Linked DNA regions of Gossypium hirsutum: all the other regions are linked to region 2. The links are chromatin contacts, called in public Hi-C maps. All regions are on one chromosome and are shown on one strand. Each heading gives the region's core, a stretch centred on a gene start, on an enhancer-like site or on the middle of the called end of the contact. The rest is flanking DNA. Distances are from core to core; before and after follow the strand shown.

Evidence for each region. A called contact is a pair of places that touch in the nucleus more often than the background predicts.
Region 1: a contact with region 2 is called in a Hi-C map of leaf, with 3 times the contacts expected there. The contact joins the promoter of LOC107900613 here to the enhancer-like site in region 2. A contact is called at or near these places in 3 of 34 Hi-C or Micro-C datasets (callus and leaf).
Region 3: a Hi-C map of leaf shows a contact between it and region 2, with 2.4 times the contacts expected there. The contact joins two enhancer-like sites. A contact is called at or near these places in 3 of 34 Hi-C or Micro-C datasets (callus and leaf).

Annotation. Positions count from the first base shown.
Region 1 is chrA08:100,567,304-100,570,798 of Gossypium_hirsutum_v2.1, reverse strand. LOC107900613 (probable serine/threonine-protein kinase WNK10) reads left to right here and starts at 1,349. Exons shown (of 7, transcript XM_016826277.2): 1 at 1,349-2,051; 2 at 2,220-2,257; 3 at 2,361-2,588; 4 at 2,669-2,889; 5 at 2,973-3,130; 6 at 3,254-3,495. The coding sequence starts at 1,944.
Region 2 is chrA08:100,722,264-100,725,423 of Gossypium_hirsutum_v2.1, reverse strand. No RefSeq gene overlaps it. Among protein-coding and RNA genes, the nearest start is that of LOC121205447, 4.2 kb to the left of the region's middle. Within about 2 kb of position 1,628, at least 9 of the 9 cell types and tissues checked have an H3K27ac peak or open chromatin away from gene starts, as enhancers often do. A contact at or near this core is called in leaf, where this site is marked.
Region 3 is chrA08:100,853,006-100,856,373 of Gossypium_hirsutum_v2.1, reverse strand. No RefSeq gene overlaps it. Among protein-coding and RNA genes, the nearest start is that of LOC121205577, 61 kb to the left of the region's middle. Within about 2 kb of position 1,978, at least 1 of the 9 cell types and tissues checked has an H3K27ac peak or open chromatin away from gene starts, as enhancers often do. A contact at or near this core is called in leaf, where this site is marked.

The DNA of each region.
Region 1 (3,495 bases), core at 100-2,599, 150 kb after region 2:
TTCGATCGAACACTCACTCCTCAATGATAGTATATTTTTTTCATAAATAATCTTAAAAAATATCATGTATCTTTTTTTCATATATTTATTTTTTTTCAAATATTTTGCTATACCTTACAAATATTTATCATCACATTAGTCTTGCTTTTAGAGCCTAAAAAATCCATTGGTAGTATAATAAATATTTTCTTTTTCTTAATGTGTTATACTCTAATGGCATAATGACTTATTTGGCCTTCTAATTTTACAAAAAAAATCATTTTAGCCATTAATTTAATTTTTTGCCTTTTTTAATTTTTGAACATGCATTATTTGTTAAATCACTCCAAAATTGATGAAAAAATTAACGTTTATTAATTTTATTTAGAGGTGTTCAATCGATTAACCGACCCAAACTATCATTAACCGAATTAACTAACCCTTTTAAACCTTAACTGTTAACCAAACAGAAATTTTTTTCAAAAAAAATTAGCCGAACCGAACTTTTTCGGTTATTTCGGTCGGTTAACCGAGTTAATCAAAATTTAGATATTTTTTTATTTTTTAGTTAAAAAAAATATAAAATATATAAAAAATTAACCGAATTAACCAATTTAATATATATAAAATGTATATAAAAAATATTAATTTTTGGTTAATTAATCGATTTTAAACTGAATTAACCGTTAACCAAACTTCTAAAAAATTATTAACTGAACCCGATCGAATTAATTTGATTTTACCTGAAATTTTCACACTCTTAATTTTGTTGATATGGTATTCACATGTATGTCATATCAACAATTAATTAATTATAAAAATATTTAAAATAAAAATATTTTTTTAAATTTTTATAAAAATAGACTCTTATGTGGATACAATATTAGTAAAGTAAATAAATATTAATTTTTCATTCATTTGGAGTGATTTGATAAATTATATAAATTTAAATGTTAAAAATAATAAAAAAATTAAATAAAGACTAAATTGAATTTTTTTTAAAGTGGGTCAAATAATTTATTAAGCACAGTATAATCTAAAATTCTCAATCTTATAGAGACCACCATTCATACGCACGGGCCACAGTCAAAGGCCCACGAACGTTTAAAATAGATCGCTTTGCAAACGGTGCGGTGCTATCACAAGTCAAACTCGAAGCCGTTGCAATGCCGGTGGGCAGTTACCCATTAAAGAAAAAAACCAAACAAAAAAAAAATAGAATAAGCGGCGCGGCGAAACGTCAACTTTGGTCACTGAATTTGATAATAAAAATTGAAGTAATAACGGCGTTAGACCATACAAAGAAAAAAAATAGTCTTTAAGCTTTCCGTAGAAATTTAAACCCGTACAAGTGTTTGGTCAAAGCTTCATTTTCGGATATTTTCAGAATCTCATAATTCATTCCAACAACAGCTGTCTTTAATGTCTCAACGGCTTTTCTTTTTCCCCTTTTAGCAACAATCAATCCCCATTTCTTTACTTTTTCTTTTCTTTTCCTTTCACATCTGTCTGAAAAAAAAAAGGAACAAATTGCTTTGTTTCGGCTTCTTTATTTTTATTGTTGGAAGAGAATTTTTCTTGACTTTTGAAAAAAAAAAAGGAAATGGAATTGGAATTGGAGAAGATGGGTTTGGTGTAAAGAAATGAGGGGATTGCTGCACAAGGTACTTGGGGTTATGAATTGTAAACGCGGTTCATTGCCTCGAAAGGACGTCGTTGTTGCCGTAATCGAATGCCGGTTCCGCCCTCGGTCGGCATTCGATTCTTTCTGCATTGCCTCTGAAACCTTCTCTGACCATCATCACCGCCGCCGCCACCACCACCATCAACAACAACAACAACGTTGTCGTTACCTTCCTTCTCACACTTTTTTAAGGGGAAAAAAGTGAATCTTTTTGAAAATTTTGGAAAACATAAATTGTCTTTATTTTTTTTTTCTGGTAGCTATTTGGTTCTTAGCAGTAATGGATTCTGGGTTAGGTTTGGAAATGCCAGCCAATAATGGAATGCATTATACTTCTGAAGTAGAACCAGGTTTCGTAGAAAGAGACCCAACGGGTCGTTACATTCGGGTATGGGTCTATTTTTTTTTACCATATTCTATTGTATTCACAAATGTAGTACTCTCTCTCTCTCTCTCTCTCTCTCTCTCTCTCTCTCTCTCTTTTAATATAAAATGTTTCATATTTGAGACAAGTTAGCAGATTATCTAATGTTTCATTTTTATTTTTGTATTTCAGTTTGATGAAGTGTTGGGCAAGGGTGCATTTAAGACAGTGTATGGTTCTTAATCTCCTCCGGTCTTGCCAACAATATGGATGGTGTTTGAATGATTGTTTAGTGTTTAACCTCAGGCTTTTTTGTTTACAATGCTGCTGCAGTTATAGGGGCTTTGATGAAGTTGAAGGAATAGAAGTCGCTTGGAACCAAGTAAGGATCGACGATGTATTGCGGACACCGGAAGATTTGGAAAAACTCTACTCCGAAGTTCATCTCTTGAGATCGTTGAAGAATGAAAACATCATCAAGTTGCACAATTCATGGGTGGATGACAAGAAGAAAACTGTTAACATGATTACTGAACTATTCACATCCGGGAGTCTCAGGATGTATGCATCCTTTTAGCTTCAATTCTTTCTGGTTAATTCCTGTTATGTATGAAGTAGATTATGTCTTTTTTTGCTGTCAGATATCGGAAGAAGCATAAACACGTTGATACAAAGGCGATAAAGAATTGGGCGAGGCAGATTCTTCGGGGCCTAGTGTATCTTCACAGTCATGTCCCCCCTATTATTCATCGGGATTTAAAGTGTGACAACATTTTTATTAATGGGAACAATGGAGAAATCAAAATTGGCGACCTCGGGTTGGCGATCGTCATGCAGCAGCCAACTGCTCGGAGTGTTATTGGTAAAGGAATGGTTTTTTGTCAAAATGTTGCATTAGATTTAACTAGGTTAATGATATCTTCTTTCCCCTTCTTTGTTCACCAGGTACCCCTGAATTTATGGCTCCAGAGCTCTATGAAGAGGAATATAATGAACTGATAGATGTATACTCTTTTGGAATGTGTATGTTAGAGATGGTTACTTTCGAGTATCCATATAATGAATGCAAAAATCCAGCACAGATCTATAAGAAAGTCATCTCTGTAAGTACCACATGCAACTGCTTATTTTATCAAAATTTATAAACAGGGAATTTACGTTTTTATTTTCATTTTGGTCTTGGTTTTAGTGAACTTGTATTATATATTTTGGTGAATTTCATTCAGGGTGTTAAACCAGCTTCCTTGAGTAAGGTGGCCGATCCACAAATAAAGGAATTCATTGAGAAATGTCTGGTTCGAGCATCTGAGAGATTGTCTGCTAAGGAGCTTTTGGAGGATCCGTTTCTTAAAGTAGAGAATCCAAAAGAACCAAACCGACTTCCCCTGCTACGACCGAACCCAATTTCTAAAGCAGTAAGCCTACCTGTGTCAGGGCCTTCGTCCATGGACATAGATACCGACTATAA
Region 2 (3,160 bases), core at 379-2,878:
AAATCAATATATACTTCAAGAGTGATCATCACAAACTAATTATTTAACATACAAATATACAAAATAAAAATAAAAATAAAAAGTAACTAAATAAATAAAATAATGTTACCCATTCAAACTTATCAAACAAAAAATATGTAACTCATTCAAAGCATAAACAAAATAAAAAATTAAACTTACCTTCAATTGTTTCAAACTTCCATGTTCGTTGAAAGTAAGAAAATTGAAATAAGAGTGATGAATATTTAAAATATTTTTTGAAATGTGAAAAATGGAAACGTTGCAAAACAAGTACAAAGCTCAAAAGCTTCTCAAATAAGCAATTTTTTTTTAGTTTTTTATTTTACTATTTTGATTGACTATTTAATGTTTTAACTTTTAAGTCTTTCCAACACTTACATATGATGATAGTAAAACTAATGTTTCATTAATAGGCTGATAGTAAAACTCAGCGTTTCATTAATAGAAAACCCTAAACTTCACATTTCTTCTTTACATTAATATCTTCCTACCACTAACTTTTCATCTGCTACTTTTGAAAGCCAAAATTTCAGCTGCCGTTCGTCAGCCACCATCTACTTTTCCTGTGTTTGTCACGTGTCCCTTTTTAGATACCCGTGTGGAGACTGTGTCTGACCTCTTTAATTTTTTAATGTCCGTGTCAGACATACATACAACACCAGTACAAAGAGGAATGAACCGTGTAAGTGATTCCTAGGTTGTCAATATAGGATACTAATGCTGCAGATCCTCAACTGTAACTTTTGGAAAAATGAAAAACTTGGTAAAAATTGCTTTTTTGATTGTCAGATTAATTTGACATCAAATTCCACTAAAAAGCTGCATTATTAATGCTTGAGTGGTAATTGAACATTGAGGAATACTGCATCTCCAAGAAGATTTAACTAAAAGCCCTCAAATGATGAAATTAGGATGAACTTTTCGTACATTTTATCTTGTGTGGGCACACTTGCTGACAACTCTTGGCAAAGCACTTACCTTCTGCACAACATAGCCAGTATCCCTGGTTACAGGATACCCATCTATTAATGCTCTCAGCTGAAGTGCAATGCACTCCCCAGACGGTAAATAAAACGTATGAGTTTCTAGTCCTTCCTTTCAATTAGAAAAAATATAAACTCCAGATACAAAGGGAATCCTTTAATTGATGATGTAACACCAATTCTGGTTGCTTCCATCAATGATTGAAAACGCCAAATCTGGTAGCAAGAGATGTAGATGGTGGGATCCTATTTCGGAGAATGTAATCCACACTCTATTCATATTTCAAATAAATAAAATTAATAATATTAAATAAAATTAAAATATTGTTATCAACAATTTAGTTTATTTACCGTATCAGAAATTTCCAAAGAATGTGCCACACTCTCAGCAAAGAAGGTGATTATGATGATTCCATTTTTAAATTTGTAATATTCAAATTTAACCATTCAAATTAGTATATTATTTCTAAACTAAAAATTATTTATAATATACTTAAATAGCATTATTTAAAAAGTTACAAAAATCTTTTTTTTTTTTTGAGAAAATCGACTAGATTTATAAAGAAAAAATCAAAACATAGACTGTCTCACTTGAACAATAGACCAAGGAACAGACATAAGAGAATAAGAAACAAAAGAAAATCAGGCCTGGAAAGCCCAAAACCTCCTAACTGGACATCAACAAAGATGGCCCAAATAAAACAAAAATTAAAATTAAAATTGAAAAAAGGAAACCTGCCCTAGAAACTTCTAGCCGATAGGAAAACAGCTATATCCCAAAACGTCTTATCTCTTCAATGCACCTGCACAGCTCTTTAACAGCAGAACTCTTCAAATCCCCCAAAATCTTTTAGCCTTCTGCTACACGTTTCCAAGAGACCATTTCAATTCCTCAATCTGGAGCCTGTGGCCTTCTCCTTTCCAGAACTCTTCGAACATGCTCAGGAATTCCTCCATCCAGGTAATGACCTTCATTTTCTTTCAACGCTTCCTTTGCAATCACATTAGCAAAGGTGTTTTCTGACTTTGGAATATGGTAAAAGTTTAGTTTTTGGAAGAAATGCTTCATATCTTGAATGTCCCTTATTATAGCCCCAATAATCGAGTTATCCCTATCTGTACTCTGGCATTTTTTATAACAGTTCTTAAATCTCCATTAATGTCGCATTCATAAAGACCCAATAAAATCACTAACCTTACTGCTTGTGCTCCTGCATGTACTTCCGTCGCGAACGGTGAGGCGACATTTTCATGGATAACCGACTTTGAAACCAAAATATCCCCTCGCGTGTCACGAACAAGCAGTCCCGAGGCAGACCTGGAGAGATGTTGGTCACTACCCTCGTCCTTCGATCTTCATGGTTAAAAATCCTTCCTGTATCAGAGATAAGTAGTTTTTCTTCTAAGCTTTGCAACTCTGAGATATAGCTGCTTATTTGTCGAGAGATTTCTCTACCTATTCTATTTTTACTTTCGTGCAGCAATTGATTCCTGTTTGACTAGAAAAGCCAAATCCCACAAGAAAATAATCGGCATTGTTCTTTTGTTCCTCGCTTAAAGACCCAGGTGAACCACACCCAAATACTCTGAATACTATTGTTAAGCACCCAAGAGAAGTTTAAATACCTCCAAACTTCTGTCGATATAGGACATATTCTGAAAACATGGTTGCTATCTTCCTCTAACTGCCGACATCTGGGGCACCAGGCTTCATTTGCAACTCGCTTCAATTTCAAATTAGCTAGCGTAGGGATATAATTCCAGGAAATTTTCCAGATTGTAACTTTAATTTTCGAAGGAATGTGTAAATCCCATAGTTTTCTGTAAGAAGCTGTGTTTTTGGTCTGTAAAGTATTATTACTAGGAATCCGAGTAGTCCTTTGTAATAGTTTGTAGGCACTTCTAACCGAAAAGGTACCTGATGGTTCTCCACCCTAAGCATGGAAATTATTATGTAAAGACATTGCCAAAGGGATCGACAGGATGTTCTTTGCAATATCCTCATCAAAGGTATTAAAAATTAAATCTGTTTTCCATGTTCTACTTCCTTCCTCAATCAAGTTTGAGACTAACTCAATATTTGTGTTTCCTCTTTGATACCGTAACATTTCCTCATCGTAACCCAGTATCCAACGATCATCCCAAATGGAAATACA
Region 3 (3,368 bases), core at 729-3,228, 130 kb before region 2:
GACTAAGTTTTTTAATTAATTGAGGATGGAAATTTTGTAGCATCTATGTGGAATGGCTTATGGCCAAACGTAAACCATATTTTATCCATTAGAATAGGTTCTTATATATAACATTCAACATCCAAAATTTCGACATGTCAAACGCGAAATATGGAACTGCCTTTTGAACTTATCAAAGCAAGCTAAGTTGAACGAGGGTGAAATCTACGGCCTTGTCGTGGTAAAGGTCAAGGTGTCGATGAACCTATTATTTTTTATAAAATAAGCTATATTTACTATAAAGGTGTTTTTATTTTTTATATATATTTTTATAAATCAATAAGAATTTTACATAAAAAAGAAAGCTCAAACCAAACGTCATGTTATCCTAAAAAGTAAAACCAAACACATTATAAATTTCATAGTTTCTAAAACCAAACACATTATAAATTTTATATTTTCAATTTTATCATTTTAACCAAAGCATGTATAATTTTAGATTAATATACAATGCATTGCCCATGTATAGATATCATGTACCATAAGTTAATAATAAGATGACACATTATCCTTAATGTAAAATAAAAAAAATATTGAAAGACTTAAAAAATAAAAAATATATATATTAACTTTGTTTAAATATAATTAAATATAAATCTTAAGTTTTTTTTTGTTGTTCTTTCAAGTTTCAAGTTTTGAATATTGGATGTTTGATTTTAAGTTTTTGATCTCGAGGTTGATGTATTTGTATTTATTTATGTTTAATAATTATAATTAACATTTATTTTTAAAACAATTCACTATTTTTTTCTTTTTTATAAAAATAATGATGTGTCATCTTATTATTAATTGATTGTGCATGTGATCTATAAATCAAAGGTGCATCAAGTATTCTCCCTTTAATTTTTATATAATTTTTTTTATAAATATAATTATTACCTAAATTTTTCTTGATTACATCGTTAGTGTACTATAATTTAAGGAATAATATTTTATGCATAATCGGTGAATGAGTCTCATACACCATCAATTGAATAATAACATAATAAATCATCATTAAATTAAACAAAAAATATGGATGACTTGTACACAAATAATAATAACTTTATTTAAGCCAAATTAAACATTAATCGTAATTATTATAAATAAATATTAATAACTCTCAAATTTAGAATATAGAATTTAAGAGCTTAATATTTTGGGTTTAGAGTTTTAACATTTATTTATAAATAATTAATATTTAAATATGTTTAAATAAAGTTGTTGATATTTATATATATAAGCCTTTCACTATTTTTTATTTTATGTAACGGAAAAGTATAATGTTATATTCACTAATGGAGTATAAGATTTATACACAGTAAATTAAATATTCTTTTATAATTTAATATTTTAAATAAGTATATTCGATCGAATATAAATTTTGCATGTGCCGATTTGACTGGTGGTAAATGAAGGGGGTCCGTATGGTCCCAGAACCGCTTGTCTCTTGCGCCACCTTTAATGAATTGCACGACTAAAACTGTATTTTGTGTTGAAATTTTCTCGCGTAACTCAACCACCTTCCCTCCCTATCTGCCCTTCTCATCGTGGCAAACCATAAGGATTATTTGTTTAATCCAACTAATTAGGTGTTCACTTTGGGTTTTCTCAACTAATTGGGTCAATTTTGATCTTATTAATTGGATTTTCTTTTCTTTATTTATTTTATAATTTATTCAAGATTTAAATCTTGAGGTAAATTTTTTTAAATAATATCATTTTTAAAATTAAAATTTATATTTTTTTCTAAAATATAATAAATTAATATAATATATTTTATTATTACAAACAATACTTAAATTAATTAATAATAACCAACACATGTTTAATTCAAAAATCAAAGTCTTTAATAAAATTTCACTTTTGAAATTTGGGATCCGTCATACACGGCGCGTGATCAATTAATTCCGTCCACCATGTCGACTACATAACATCAGAATCAAAATGATTCCCTTTAAATGCAAATTGTTCGTCCTTTAGTTGGGTTGTCTGTCGAGTATGGTTCTTTCCTTTTCAATATATATATATATATATATATTTTGGTTTTTCCCCTTGAGTATCAATTAGCCATGTTCCCAGTTCCACGACAAAAATATGCGTTAAGTGGAATGAAAATATAATATATACATGTATATATATATGAGATCTTAAGTCTATTGCTTTATGCAGTTTACGGACAGAGTAATTTGCTACTTTTGTGATTGCTTATCGTATTTTATTTTGCTTTTAGGTACTTGTTTACAAGAAAGTAAAATCAAAATGAAAATGTCAACCAAACAAGATTTATATTGATTTAAGTTTTCATCCACTTAATCGGAAGTTCGAAGGTATATAATACAATCAAATCTTCGTCTTGTAAAATGTCAAATCAAAAAAGAAAAATAATGTTTGTTACTCTTGTGTACACCAACTGGGTAGTGAAAAAAAACAATATAAAAATTTACATCACATGAAATGGGGTTTTTTATCCTAATAATATAAAAAATAAAATAAAGTATTAAAATAGGTTATCTCAAAAATTAAGTATCAAAATGGTAGATTTTACTTGGTGGAATGTGGTGCATAGGTGGCACCACCCTCAATTTCTAACCAAAACAGTAAATAATAATAATAATAATAATGATGATTTAAAAGATTTAGGGACCTATTATGCAATTTTTTTATTTTTTGAAAAGGAAGAGAAAGGGTGCCGCCTAGTAGTGTGGCGGCAGCAAACTTGAAATTTGGATAATTGTCTTGTAAGCTCTTCTTATTTATTATTTTCTTTTTATTCCCCTTTAACTCAATATATTGTGTTTAAACAAACCATTAACCTATTTTTGTAGTTAAATAAGCCCTTTACTTATGGTTTTTACTCATAAAAGCCTTATATTTTAATATTAAAGTAAATATATTTTACCCAAAGCAAAGCTATTTAAAAAAATATACACTAATTCACATCTTATGTTGATGTAAATTTGATGAGAATAATTTATTAAATAATAAAATAAAATATTTAAATTTCTTGAAAGTGCTTGTATACATGATATTCTTAACTACTCTTTTGAATTTTTTGATTACTTTTTTTTATTTTGTGTTGATGTTAAAGTGTATAATTTTTTATTGCATCAACAAAAAATTAAGATAAGAGCTTGAAATTCAAAATATATATATTTACTTTAATATTAAAATAGGCTTTTATGAGTAAAAACCATAAGTAAAGGACTTATTTAACTACAAAAATAGATTATGGCTTATTTAAACACAATATAGTGAGTTGAAGGGAAATAACAAAAAAAAGGAGGGCTTACAAGGCAATTATCCAAATTTCAAGTTTGGTGCTGCCACATTGCTAGGCAGCACCCTTT